Linked DNA regions of Mus musculus: region 1 is linked to region 2. The links are chromatin contacts, called in public targeted proximity ligation maps. All regions are on one chromosome and are shown on one strand. The core of a region is the stretch at or near the end of the contact, and the rest is flanking DNA. Distances in the headings are between cores, read along the strand shown.

Region 1 (3,354 bases), core at 472-2,971, 170 kb after region 2:
ACCTTCAGAACACGGGCATTTTGTTTCTGAGTGAGATCTAACCAGTTGCATTTCTCAGAGCTTGTAGCCTCTCCAAAGCGGTTGCTAAGGGGCTTTTTTTTTAAGCTATGAGCTCAGAATGTCTCTCCAAGGTTCAAAGCTATAAATAATTCACTGTTAATTCCTATAGGAAAGAAGGAAAATATCAGAAGTATACTGGTAGTTTAAAAACGCATCTTTCATTTTCGTTTCCTAGTTCATAAGGCATGCTTGCATAGCCTTTCTGAACACTGGGTTCCTCATCTTAAAATGGGAACAGTATTAGCATCAGCTTGCAGGGCTGGGCTAATAGAAGAAATGTTGTGCTTTTCATTCATACATATCTAACACATCTAGCCTATTATTCTTATAATTATGATCTTTAAAACCAAAAGGCACTGGGGATGTAGCTTTGTGATAGAGCACAAACAACATGTACAAGGACCTGGCTTTGATCAATACATACTTCTATAAAATAAGGTATGTATGAGACAAGTCTTATTTTTGAAGTCCATTTCAATGATTAGCTTTTGACTGAATGGCCATTCAATTTGACTGGCTGTGGTAAGAGGGAAGACATGTGAGAGAGTGCAGCCTGCAACTTACTCCTAGAGTCATGAGTCAAAGAGCTCATGCTGGCTCTGTCATTGTCTCTCTTGGTTTATTAAAAAAAAAGGAAAGCAAGAGAGGTTTAGCCAGAGAGCCACAGTAAGTGTCAGAGGTGGGGTCAGCCCAGGCAGGCCTGCTCCAAGGACTCCCCATGCCAGACTTTGCTTGTCTGAGTTAGTTTTTGAACTCCAGTGTTTCATGGGTGCTGATTTTGAATCTCTCTGCTTCATCCTTTCCACAGATACCGTTCTTCACTCAGCTTTGCTCCTGCCTACCATCTCTGCAGCCAGACTCAAACATCCATTTCTAGTTCTGAATATAGAAGAGTGAGCTGGGCAAGAGTAATGCTGCCTCAGAGCTGCTGGGAATTCTCCTAAGCTTGCCTCATTAAAAATGATGCCTGGGTATCCCAGTAAGAATATGTTCAGTAGTTGATATCAAATCACTATGTAACTGTGGCTACAGACCTGATTTCTGAGTATTTAAGGAATTTATGGCTGAAGAATTCAGGGATAAACAACTGTGTTTTGCTAACTATGGACAAGAGATCCTTCCAGCAGTAGGAACATGGCCAGAATGTGCTCTTACCCTCTAGGAAGTTAATAGTACAGAGCAAATGGACATGCACACAACTGGCCTAGTCCCAGGGAAAAATATGCAGCCTGAGGGTTCTTTTGTTCACTTCAGTCCTTCCAGCCTGAATGCCTTAAACAGTTCCCAGCAAGTGCACAGTCATGCAGAATGTGTGGAAAGAATGATGCTGACAGAGATGTGAACAGCCTTGGGAGGCATCTTAGTTAGGGTCTTATTGCTGTGAAGGGACACCATGGCCAAAGCAACTCTTCTAAAGGAAAACATTTAATGGCTTACAGTTCAGAGGTTTTGTCCATTATCATGCTGGGAAGCATGGTGGCACACAGGCAGGCATGGTGCTGGAAAAGAAGCATCAGGCTCAGCAAGCAACAGAACAGAGAGTGAACCACTGGGCCTGGCTTGAGCTTCCGAAATCTCGAAGTCATCCCCACCTGCTGCACCACACTCCCACTCTGTGACAGACCCTCCAACAAGGTCACATCTATTACAACAAGGCCACACCTACTCCAACAAGGCCTCAAGTCCTAATCCTTTCAAATAGTGCCACTCCCTATGACCCATGGGGCCATTTTCATTCAAACCATCACAGGAAGTCGACTGGGACCCGGCACTGGTAGAAAAACCAGACTTCCAGAGATGTAGCAAATGAAAGTGGGACCTTGTACTAATCCAGTGAAATATTATTTAATTCATTATTTGTGATTTTTCTTCCACAAGTATCCAAGATGTAGTGTTACTGGTCCAGCATGGTGCACATAGCAAGTATTTGTTAAAAGAGGGAGAATTTCCTTAAACCAAAAAAGAAAAAAAATTGTCAAGATTTGTTTCCAGTTGTGTTTTAGCAACAACTCAATTAAAAACTGCTCAACAGCTCCCAAATAGACTTTTTTTCTAACATAAGGAGTAGTTGTAGAGTTTCAGGTATGGCTGGGTCTAGGTACCTGAATGAATGAGATCAGATAACTTATAACTTTAAAATTCCATTTTGTTCTTATCGAGGAAAGAAAAGGTAACCTGAGAGTTTCCTGTTAGGAAAGAATTGGGGTGCTCATGGATTCTTCTGGTCTGGCAGAAGGTCTATAGTTAAGATGTGAGACTTAGCAATTCTTTCTTCTGGGTCTCTGAGGTCTATATCTGGAATTCAGCCACTCCATCACTCACATAACACGGTTAATTGTAGCCATAGCAGCAGCTGCTGCCATGGTCACCCAGAAAACATCCTTCCAGCTCCTCTCTACGCACAAAAGACCACCTCACTCTCATAGTAGCTTTATGTGAAGAGCAGTGTGCCCATTTTACAGAGGAGGGAACTGAGGCTCAGAGTGGCTAGGCAACTTATCTCTGAGACTAGGAGAAACAGTGGAGCTGGAGGTCAGGTGCAGCTCTCTTCACCTCAGATGTCTGTGAAATCCACTCCTGCTCCTTGCTGTTTCCCTCTGGCTCCTTCTTCCTGTTTCCAAGTGGCCCCAGGTACTTAGGATAATGAGGAGGCCAGAGCATCTGGCATGAAGTATGAGACTATGTCACAGGCACTGTGCTGGACCTCTTCCCAGCACCCCAGGGTACCAACAAAGGACACTGAGTGCCTGTACTCGCTCTCAGACTTTGATGCAGTTAGTGAGTTTATCTAAAGATGCAGATTTTCAGGCCCTTCCCTGACCTTAGAGGGCCTGATTTCTTAAGTCTGGGTGAGGCCTTGGATCCACATTTGATCAGACATTACCAACACCTGTGATCCCCACGTGAGTGCCCCACCTTTGAGAAGCAGTGACATGTGTGGGCTGCCTTGGTCTGCCTAGGGCAGTAATGAGTATACTCTCCACATAACTTAGCTACTGGAAAGCAGCTTTGTCTGACTTTCATTGACTTCTATATAGTTCACCATTGGAGCCCAATCTTTGCCATTAGAGTGACCAGATACCCATTGGGAAAGGTCCTTCTGACTATGTCTATACTGGCATGTTTAAAAAAAAAAAAAAAAAAAAAAACCTCTTGGCAGAAATTAATCTGTCTCCTTTTTCTGGACCTGGGAACAGCAATAGGAAGTGCTTAGGCTTTTCCCAAATATAATTCCTGAGCCCTGAGAATCCTCTCTACCCACGGCCTCCTGGGACTCTGGATGGCCCCTCCGTT
Region 2 (3,280 bases), core at 156-2,655:
ATCTTCTTTGTTTACCTTTTGGTTTTGTAATTATTAATGATTTTAATTGTGTGCTTTTCTTCTAAGTGATCAGAGTGTACACCTTTAGTCTGCCTTTAAACAACCACATAATGATTCCTATAGAAATAACCTTGTCGGATTACTGTTCCAGGTCCCTGCTCTTGACCTTTGTTCCGCCCAGACAATTCACTTCAATGTTTATAAGAAATCCTACAACACACAGTCACCATTTTTGCTTTAAATGATGAATTATCTTGCTAAGCGATTTAAAAAATGAAAAAAAAACCACACATATTCAACACATTTAGGCCTTCTATTCCTTTATAGGTAGAATTTTTCTTCTGCACAAAGGTCTTCCTTTATTACTTTCTGTAGTTCAACCCTGCTAGAATTATTTTGGCTCTGCATGTCTGAAAAAGGTCTTACTTCATCTTCATTTGTTGAAGACATTTCTTTGCTACTGAATTCTGCTTAATAGTTTTTTTTCTTACTCTATTCTTTCCTTGCTTGAATTGTTTCAGATGAGAATATATTGTCTTACCTTTGCAACTCCTGTCTTATGTCCCTAGTGCCTTTGGCCATTCTGAAGTTCTAGCTTTTTCCCTTTTACATACACACACACACACACACACACACACACACACACACACACATACATACACACACATACATACATACATACATACATACATACATACATACACACACACACACACAGACACATGCACACACTATTGGGTTCTATTTGGGCCTGAAAACTCTCTAAGCAGTGAGCTCAGGTATTTATTTACACTGTTCTCACTTTATTTTTATTTTGCTTCAGATATCAACATTTTGTTTTTACTCTTTATCGTGTAAAAACTAGTATTTTTTCTTTTTTTCTTGCTTGGGTTTTATTTAATCCACTAGGATAAATCTGATTTTTGTACTCCGTTTTTGCTGGAAGCAGAAGTTCTGTATTGTCAAGCCAAAATGATACATGCTTAAAATATTCAGACTAACTTTTGATTGCAAAACTCTCTCCTCAGAATTGACCTATAGTTTTCATTAACTTAAAATTATCAACTCGATTTTGAAAACCGATTTAATGCCATAATGTTTGACATTACCTCTTTTCTTACAGGGCACAGAAAACACTCAAACTGGATTTTTAAATCCCTGCACATTAACAATAAGCCACAAGTCGCAGAATGTGATCCCGAACCAAATCCTTCTAAAAATTAGCTTCGGGCAACAGAGAAAAGAAGAAAACGGACCTGCTGTTTTGAAATACTGGTGTAAAACAAACTGTTCTTGTAGGAAATTACAACTGGAAAGTTTTCTTTGGCGCTTAATATACCTGAATGAAAGGAACTGTCAAGCTTGCTTCGCACAAAGACTGGAATTATCTGAGATTATCTGTTGTCTGGACATGATCGCCAGGGAAGGGAACACAGAAGAGTAGCTGAATGAACGACAGTGGTCAAGATGACGTCGGAAGAAATGGCCGCTTCTGTCCTCATCCCTGTGACTCAAAGGAAAGTGGCTTCTGCCCAGTCGGTGGCAGAAGAGAGGAGTGTAAAGGTCTCAGATGCGGGGATTCCTCGGGCACGTGCTGGCAGGCAGGGTGCGCTCATCCCTCCTACCATCTCACAGTGGAACAAACATAAGGAAGAGTCGTCTAGAAGTGATTTGTCCAAGGTCTTCTCAATAGCGAGGGGGGAACTAGTCTGCGATGAGAATTCCAACGAAGAGGGCTGGGAGGAAAACGCACCGGACTCCCCGGAAAACCACGCGATGAACGGCAACAGTTTAGTGCAAAGCCACCAGCACCAGTTTCCCCGGAGCCAGCTTTGTGAAGCCCGTGACTCTGTCACAGAAGACCCGTGTTTGCAGCCTGGAATTCCTTCTCCCCTGGAAAGGAAGGTGCTCCCTGGAATTCAACTGGAGATGGAGGACTCTCCCATGGACGTGAGCCCTGCGGGAAGTCAGCCTAGGATCATGGAGTCCAGCGGACCTCACTCTGACCGCAACACGGCGGTATTTCACTTCCATTATGAAGCTGACAGGACAATGTCGGATGCTTTTCATACCCTGTCAGAAAACCTGATTTTGGATGACTGTGCAAATTGTGTTACTCTTCCTGGGGGGCAGCAAAATAAAAATTGCATGGCGTATGCTTGCAAACTGGTGGAGTTGACAAGAACCTGTGGAAGTAAGAATGGGCAAGTCCAGTGTGAGCACTGTACCTCGCTGCGCGATGAATACCTGTGCTTCGAAAGCTCCTGCTCAAAGGCCGATGAGGTCTGCTCAGGTGGTGGCTTTTGCGAGGACGGCTTTGCTCACGGTCCTGCTGCCAAGACTTTTCTGAACCCTCTGGAGGATTTCTCTGACAATTGTGAAGACGTAGACGATTTTTTTAAAAGCAAAAAGGAGCGGTCCACGTTGTTAGTCCGAAGGTTTTGTAAAAATGACAGGGAAGTTAAGAAGTCTGTGTATACTGGGACCAGAGCCATCATGAGAACTCTGCCTTCTGGCTGTATTGGGCCAGCTGCTTGGAATTACGTTGATCAGAAGAAAGCTGGTCTCCTATGGCCTTGTGGGAATGTAATGGGAACTCTGTCAGCAATGGACATAAGGCAAAGTGGGAGCCAACGTCTGTCTGAAGCCCAGTGGTGCCTGGTAAGAGTTTGGGTTTCTTCCCATCACCTTTTTTGGTCTTATTTTTCTTCCTTTCCTTCACCCTCCTTTAGGAGTTTTGGATAGAGGGTCATACGGATATAGGCCTGGAACTTGCTATGTGCATGGCCTAGCTTGTCCTTGAACTTGCGATCCTCCTGAATTTTGAGATTACAGATGGACCTGTTTCCATTAGTTCAGTAAACATGATTTTTCATTACTTATATTGCTGTAACTAATGGACAAGATAAAGCAAGATCTGTCAAAATATGATTCTTACAGGAGTCATTTGTAATTATTGGGATTTAGATATTACAATTCATAGGTCTCAAGTCTGAGTTGACTCTGCAGCAATATAGGCCATGCAATACACAGAGGCCTATGTAGGGAGTGGAGAAATTAGAGATTTTCTGATGACAGAAAAATGGCTTTGTCTATTAGCTTTGGCGAGGCATTCCCAAGTCTTTTTTGTGTTTTGTGGTCCACTGTGGCCTTTAGTTTTACTGTCCTGAAGGAGCTTAAGTCCGTCTTTCCTCTCTTCTCCCTTAGACTTATTTATTTATTTTTGGGGGTGAGTGTGCTGTGTACGTACCTCTTCAATGAAGTCTACGGATGTAAAATA

The links.
Region 1: a targeted proximity ligation map of embryonic stem cells shows a contact between it and region 2, with 5 read pairs. A contact is called at or near these places in 5 of 39 promoter capture datasets (cranial neural crest, embryonic stem cells, epiblast stem cells and 1 more), 1 of 484 Hi-C or Micro-C datasets (liver), 3 of 130 datasets of targeted methods (embryonic stem cells and stem cell-derived neural progenitor cells) and 1 of 9 other capture datasets (liver).

What each region holds. Positions count from the first base shown.
Region 1 is chr19:38,687,585-38,690,938 of GRCm38.p6, forward strand. The region is part of intron 3 of Plce1 (phospholipase C, epsilon 1); the gene reads left to right. Among named protein-coding and RNA genes, the nearest start is that of Noc3l, 130 kb to the right of the region's middle.
Region 2 is chr19:38,522,792-38,526,071 of GRCm38.p6, forward strand. Plce1 (phospholipase C, epsilon 1) reads left to right here and starts at 1,406. Exons shown (of 32, transcript NM_019588.2): 1 at 1,406-2,661. The coding sequence starts at 1,468.